2 separate regions of the Mus musculus genome follow, and region 2 is linked to region 1. The links are chromatin contacts, called in public Hi-C maps. All regions are on one chromosome and are shown on one strand. The core of a region is the stretch at or near the end of the contact, and the rest is flanking DNA. Distances in the headings are between cores, read along the strand shown.

Region 1 (3,663 bases), core at 889-3,388:
ACTGTACATTTAACTTACTTGTGTTTTTATATTCTTTTTATATCTGTTTTTACATTATTTTAAGTATTAGATAAAAGCGTAAATATATTTCTGCCCTCTAGCTCCCAGCTATAATACTAGCAGCATCTCCCATCTTGTCAGTAATTTTTATAATTGTAGTCATTCTTATATACCATATGTTCTGTTTTTCATGTTGTAGTATCAATACATTTTTACTCAATATTCTACTTTAGATAACTTTCAACATGATTAAAATTCTGGTGAACTAGTGTCTCTTATTTTAGTACATTTAGTTTTATATTCTTAACTGTTCCTGTACTAAAATGTTTAAATACAAGATATATAACATATGTTATTAAAGTACATAAATATATTTATAAAATATGCATGTAATATATCGTAAGTTTATATATTTATGTACATATTATATACATATAAATATATAAAATAAATTTATATATTATATACAAATTATATTTCTACATATATTAAGATGTATAAAGTCTATTTTAAATATAAGATATAATTAAAAAATAATTTAAAAGTAACAAAAGGACAAAAATATTCACAACTCATATGGAAGACTGGGAATTGATCACTCACCTTGGCATATAGTAGTGGGAAAATTTCAAGGGTCCTCACTAAAAGGTTGTGTCAGAATAGAAATCTAACAACATATTACTACTTTGAAGTGTCATTGCAAAAATGATTACTCAGCGCAACTGAGAGCATACCCAGCTGTACTTTCCTCTACATAGATTCCCCACATGTGCAGAAGCAGAAGCTCATGTGTAGGTACTTCACTTCCAAGTGACTTCTAGAAGAAAGAGTGGCATACAGCCAAGGAAGTGCACAGAGGAACTCAACAAAAGGAGCTCATCCCATTGAAGAAAAGCAACCCTTCATCTTACCAGAACTCCCACGGCCAAAATCCACACTTCCATCTCCAACATCTCTAACGATTTCCTCATACCTAGCCAATACATGGGTGCATTCTTGGTGGACCTCATCCTAGAGGGATAGGAGAGCTTGTTGCCTTTAATGCATAAACCTTGGTGACTCTTGCCTTGTGACTATTGTGACCATGCATGGAAGTATCAAGGATCACTTTGGTGAATCCCCTAGGTTTCTGGTATATTGTGCCTTGTTTCCACTCTATAGCAACAAGCCTGGTGCCTCTACATATCCAGAGTCCGTTATCCTCATCAGGATAAACTGAGGTCTTTGTCTGTTGGTGAATGATAAAGGGTGCTTGTGACAAAATGGAAACACAGTTTGAAGCTTAGTGGAAATCTTCCAGTGTCTCTTGATAGAAGTATGCTCCAAATTGGAAGTTAGGATGTTGACGATAAGAGTCCAGAACATGGTTTTCTCAACCTGGGGACCGTGACCTTTTTAGCAACCCTCTATCTCCAAAAATACTATGTAACAATCATAACAGTAGCAAAATTACAGTTATGAAGTAGCAACGAAAATAATTCTATGGTGTGTGGGGGGAATCACCACAGCGTGAGGAACTGTATTAAAGGGTCGCAGCAGTAGGAAGGTTGAGGACCACTGGTCTAGAAATGAACACTCAGAAACACCATCCAACCAACACGACCTGGGACCACTTTGTAGGCAGCTACCTTAATCAGAGATCCCCAGAATGGGACCAGAGACAAAATTAATTTAGGAAGTGACTCTAGGGAGGAAGGACAAGTGACAGGAGGAAATGTCTACATGAGGACACTTGGTGAAACTGGCCACTGCCTCAATGAACGGGTATTTAATAAAGGCATTTTGAAACTGTCACCCTAGACTCAGAGCTTACAGTATTTGCACCAGAATGTAGTTAAGTTTTTCCATTACATAAAGCTAAGTCACTTAGCGTTGCCAAAACTCTCTTTCTTTAAAGGCCCCCATCCTCTACATACACTGCAGGCTAATTTCATTTTATTGTCCAGGTCAAAGACATTTCCCTGTATCAGATGTCATTTTTTATTTTTCTTGCCCTGAACTTCTAAGTTGCTCTGCCTTGAAGCTCCAGTATTAGATTTCTTGTCAGTGCCAGGACTTTGACAGTCCTCTCTGTTTAGTGTTAACTTCCAATGGCTCACGTGGCGTCCCAGTTTCCAAAGACCTTTGCTCACTCCTCCTCTCATTCCTCCCTCCCACCCCATGCTCTGTGGATGGGTGTTGTGTTCCACTGGCCCCTTGGCCCATTAGTAGACAGAACACACTGTGATGATAAAAATCTTTGCCAAAAATTCCTGGCTATGATCACACGGAGCACTGAAGAAAAAAAAAAGCATTGTTTTTGGTTTTTTCAAATAAATTCTGACAAGCAGTAACCCTGAATATGAACTTCTTCTGAGAGCAGCTTTGTTGGTTGAAGACAGCACAGGATCAAGTCAGAAGATACAGGTTCAACGTGTGCCATTTCTCTCTGTAAAAACTTCAGTGAAGATGGGAGTCACAGGGCACAGGTGAAAGGGAGAAGGAGAAGGAGAGGGAGAGGGAGAGAAATGAGGAGGAGGGGGAGGCTGTCTCTTTAAGGCCAGTGGCCCTATCTGATTAGGTGTCAAGTCCAATGACCCATTTTGACTTAATTGTTTTCTGAAGACTCTGTCTCTACTACAGTCACATCCAAGCTTAAGTCTTCACCCTACATGTTTCAGAGGATAAAATTCATTCTGCAATGACTTCTGAGCTTCTTCAGGCTCAACCATTTCCAAGATGCTCTCTGAGCTACCCTTTAAAACAGTGGGTCTCAACCTTCCTAATTTTGCAACCCTTTAATGCAGTTCCTCATGTTGTGACCCCCAACCATAACATTTTTCATTGCTACTTCATAACTATAATTTTGCTACTGTTATGAATTGTAATGCAAATATTTTTGTTTTCCAATGGTCTAAGGTGAGCTCTGTGAAAGGGTTGTTCAACCCCAAGAAGGTCATGACCCACAGGTTGAGAACCACTGCTTTATTATTCAATATTTTCTTTATTTACATTTCCAATGCTATCCCAAAAGTTCCCTATACCGCCCGCCCCCTGCCCTGCTCCCCTACCCATCCACTCCCACTTCTTGGTCCTGGTATTCCCCTGTACTGGGGCATATAAAGTTTGCAAGACCAAGGGGCCTCTCTTCCCAGGCCAACTAGGGAATCCTCTGCTACATATGCAGAGAACCACTGCTTTAAAGGAGACCCACCTTCCCACACTAACACCACCTCCACTCACAAAGCCTTGCCCAGGGAAGGCTTGCAACCTTTGCTTTCCTCAGATTTCCCTGCCCTTCTCACTGCCAGGACAGTGTAAAACTCCATCTCCATTATGTCCCCTCAGTCCGAGCATACAGAATCTGCTTCTGGTCCTGTCATGGTCCAACCTCCTGTTCTGCCTATCTGCTTCCTGTTTCTAGTTCTAAACTTTCCTCTGACCCTACCCTCTTCCATAAACATCTACGATGAACATTCTAGTAATGTAACTCATATACTATCTTAAAATGAACTTATTTTAAATTAGTTAAGTATTTTTATTAATTATTTTATGAATTAATTTTAAATGAACTTTTTCTTAGCTTATTTCCTCACTTCCTTTAGAACTCTCTATCTTCACCTTCCCCTCTCATTCTTTCTCTCTTCCCTCTCCTCTTCCTCTTTCCCTCCTTCCCTATCCCTC
Region 2 (3,191 bases), core at 445-2,944, 160 kb before region 1:
AGAAGGACATTAAGTCTCTCGTAGCCACCAGATGTTCTCATATCCCTGCTGATAACATCTGCCTCTGTCTGCTTCCTGGCCTCTCTCGTTATTCTGGATGGTTCTGACTTCTCTGCCAAAGCTTTTCCACTGACAGCGTCAGCTTTAAAAGTGGTCAAAATAACAACTTATATTTGGGGACACTTTAAGTACTTTTAATACTTAAAATGTTAAATATAGTTTTAACATAGGAAATAACTTGTGAAATCTGGCCCGTTCACATACCTGGTAGTACTTTTAAAAGCAGATTTGTGGATCCTGTTCCAGAATTACTGAGTCAGAATCTTTATGGTTTTTATGGCTTAACAATCTGTACTTTTAGGCACTCCTGAAATTATGCACAGCAAACATGAGAGTTGATTAAAAAAAAAAAGAAAGAAAAGAAAAGATCATGTATGCCTCTTTTCTTCATGACTGATCAGAAAGTGACATTGGGTTGCTTAAGCCATACTGTTAATAGGCCGTAGTGAGAATCTTCAGTATTAATCTGTAGGACAGGTTTTTCCCAGCCTCACACCATTGACATTTTGGATCAGAGAATTCTTAGTAATAGAAAGCCTATCCCGAGCATTGGATGTTTGGTAGTGTCTCTAGCTGCTACTCAATAGTGCCACTAGTACCTTCATAATTTGTGGCAACAAAACCTATCTCTAGCCATTGCCAAATATCCTCTGGGGAGCAGAATCATCATGGGTGCCTGCCCTATGGCCAAAAGCCATTGAACTAGAGTATATTTATCTTCTTATTTTACTTATTTGCTTGTTTGTTTTTTGAGACAAGGTTTATTTGGGTCACTTGGTCCCCAGGTGATGGCATTGTTTGGGGGGTTATGGAACTTTGGGGATGTGGGACATTGTGGAGGAAAAGGGTTGTTGGAGGTGGGTTTTGACAGTTTAAAATTTGTCTCATTTCCAGTTTTCACACTCTGCTCCCTGTGTGTGGTTGTGATATGATCTCTTGGCTTCAGGCTCCTCCCACTTACTGCCATGCCACTCTGCCATTATGGACTCTATCTCTTTGAAACCATAACACAAAATAAACACTTCATCTCTAGGTTGCTTATGGTCATGGTATTCTAGCACAGCAATAGAAAACTATTTAATACATGGAGAAAAGCAAAGTAGGGCACCAAGTCTTAGAGAGGGCATTGTTTGGAAAGTGTTTATATCGCTGTCTTTCAGCTTACAATGGAAGTAAGAATCAGCCTCCAATGGCAGGAAGACTAGCCAGTTAAGGTGCTTTGAATTATATTATTCCTATTAATGGAATGCCTATTTTACCTATAAGGAAAGAGTATAGCATGGAGGAGAGCCTAGGTGCTTTGCATGCTTCGTATCTCAAGGGTGTCAGCCTTGGGTTGGTCATCAGTAGCTGGTGACGTCATGTGTGTAGGAAGGCATCTGAACCTTAGACTCAGTCTTGACTGTCTATCCAGCAAAATTTGTCAAGCTCCACAGCCCTCTGTAAGAATTGTCATCTTGTCATCATATAACCCAGAAAGAACATGACAGACATGCTCTCCAAATCAGGATCCATGGACTTTGTTAAGACTTCCCCAACTGTTTTAAATTTTATCAGCCTAAACACAGAAAAGGCTCTTCAACAGATGGATTGCGTCAGATTCTGTAAACACTGTGGTAGTTTGGCAGGGTTACTGTTTATGCTGAAAAATGCAATTTGTAAGGTACACACAGACAACCCATGTCCCCCAGTACACACAGCGATAGTTTGTATGTACTGCGCCCCATCATGTGCCTTCTGTCCAGTGCTTTCTAACTTATCAAACACAAAATCGAACAGCTGTCATTTCAAGCATGTGACAGCTGCTTCTGCCCTGCTGCCATTTCCTGGGAACGTGAGAGTTGAAATAAAGCACAGCCTCGGACATTTCTTCTCAGCTTACTCAAAGAAGAAAGGGCCAGGAGGACAGCCAAGCCACACAGTGTTGTAATGAAATCAGGCCTTTTAATTAGGTGTGGGCAGAGCAGATATTGTCCTTTGCTAAAAGATAAGCATCCTGAAGTTTAGGTGGTTTCATAGTCATTGCCTGAGGAAATTCACAAGGATGCTGGTCAGCTTGCCAGGCGCTCCCTCAGCTTGTTCTGGGAATGAATCAGCAAGCTTGGGAAGACAGCATCTTAACTTACATAATCTCATTGGTGTCTTGTTTTCATAGAGTATCTTATTTCTAAAATCAAGGAGAAAAGAAAGTTTGAGCAAATCAGTCTTCAGGCCTGTTTCCAATAGGAGGAAAGGCAAACACAGGTCCATGGAAAGTTCTAGATCAAAAGAGAAGAAACCCTGTACTGGAGATTATAGAGCAGTTGCAGGACATGCGACTGAAGGCCTATCCTCTGCCAGGCTCTAGGTTATTCAGGTTGCTTAGAGAACTTAGGCAGCAATGGCTTTAAAGTGTAAGAAATGAATGTTATAAATATATCATTTTTAAGACCATATATTCAAAGAATATAGGACACAACATCCAGTCCAAGGGAAACAAGAATGGGATGAGGATTAGGGGAACAAAAAAGGAAAAATTAAAGATAGGGCATTACTAACCTGGTCACAGTTCCTCGAACTTTAAAATTGGTCTCTTAAACACAGGAGAATCCCCAAGAAAGGTACATTACCCACTGAATGTGGTGAAGGACAAAGTACCCATAATCCTCTCCCCAGCTAGTCTAAGACCTGGGAGGTGTGAACTCTCCCACATTTCTAGAATTGGATAATTCTCTTCTGTTGTTTAGGTCACCTGCCATCATGATAAAGTCAGATCTGGGTCATGACGCTGCTCAGAACTCTCCACTCCAGGAAGGGAGATGAAAGCCAGGCAGAATGTCAGCCCATGTCTGTGAGTAAAAGGGTTTTAACCCCAAGCAACGTTAAAAAACAAGGCATGATTGGTCTGAGCTTTATCCACAGGTAGGCAGCTCTGGCCAATGGAGTGGTTTTTCACTGAGTCCGATCTAGTAAAGGGCTGTGGAATGCAACTCTTTTTTTTTTATTACGTATTTTCCTCAATTACATTTCCAATGCTATACCAAAAGTCCCCCATACCCTCCCCCCCACTTCCCTACCCACCCATTCCCATTTTTTTGGCCCTGGTGTTCCCCTGTACTGGGGCATATAAAGTTTGTGTGTCCAATGGGCCT

The links. Hi-C and Micro-C count contacts between places; a contact is called where the count stands out from the background.
Region 2: a Hi-C map of uterus shows a contact between it and region 1, with 3 times the contacts expected there. The contact joins two enhancer-like sites.

The regions. Positions count from the first base shown.
Region 1 is chr4:105,654,721-105,658,383 of GRCm38.p6, reverse strand. No RefSeq gene overlaps it. Among named protein-coding and RNA genes, the nearest start is that of Gm29922, 190 kb to the left of the region's middle. Within about 2 kb of position 2,138, at least 22 of the 459 cell types and tissues checked have an H3K27ac peak or open chromatin away from gene starts, as enhancers often do. A contact at or near this core is called in uterus, where this site is marked.
Region 2 is chr4:105,818,919-105,822,109 of GRCm38.p6, reverse strand. No RefSeq gene overlaps it. Among named protein-coding and RNA genes, the nearest start is that of Gm29922, 25 kb to the left of the region's middle. Within about 2 kb of position 1,694, at least 14 of the 459 cell types and tissues checked have an H3K27ac peak or open chromatin away from gene starts, as enhancers often do. A contact at or near this core is called in uterus, where this site is marked.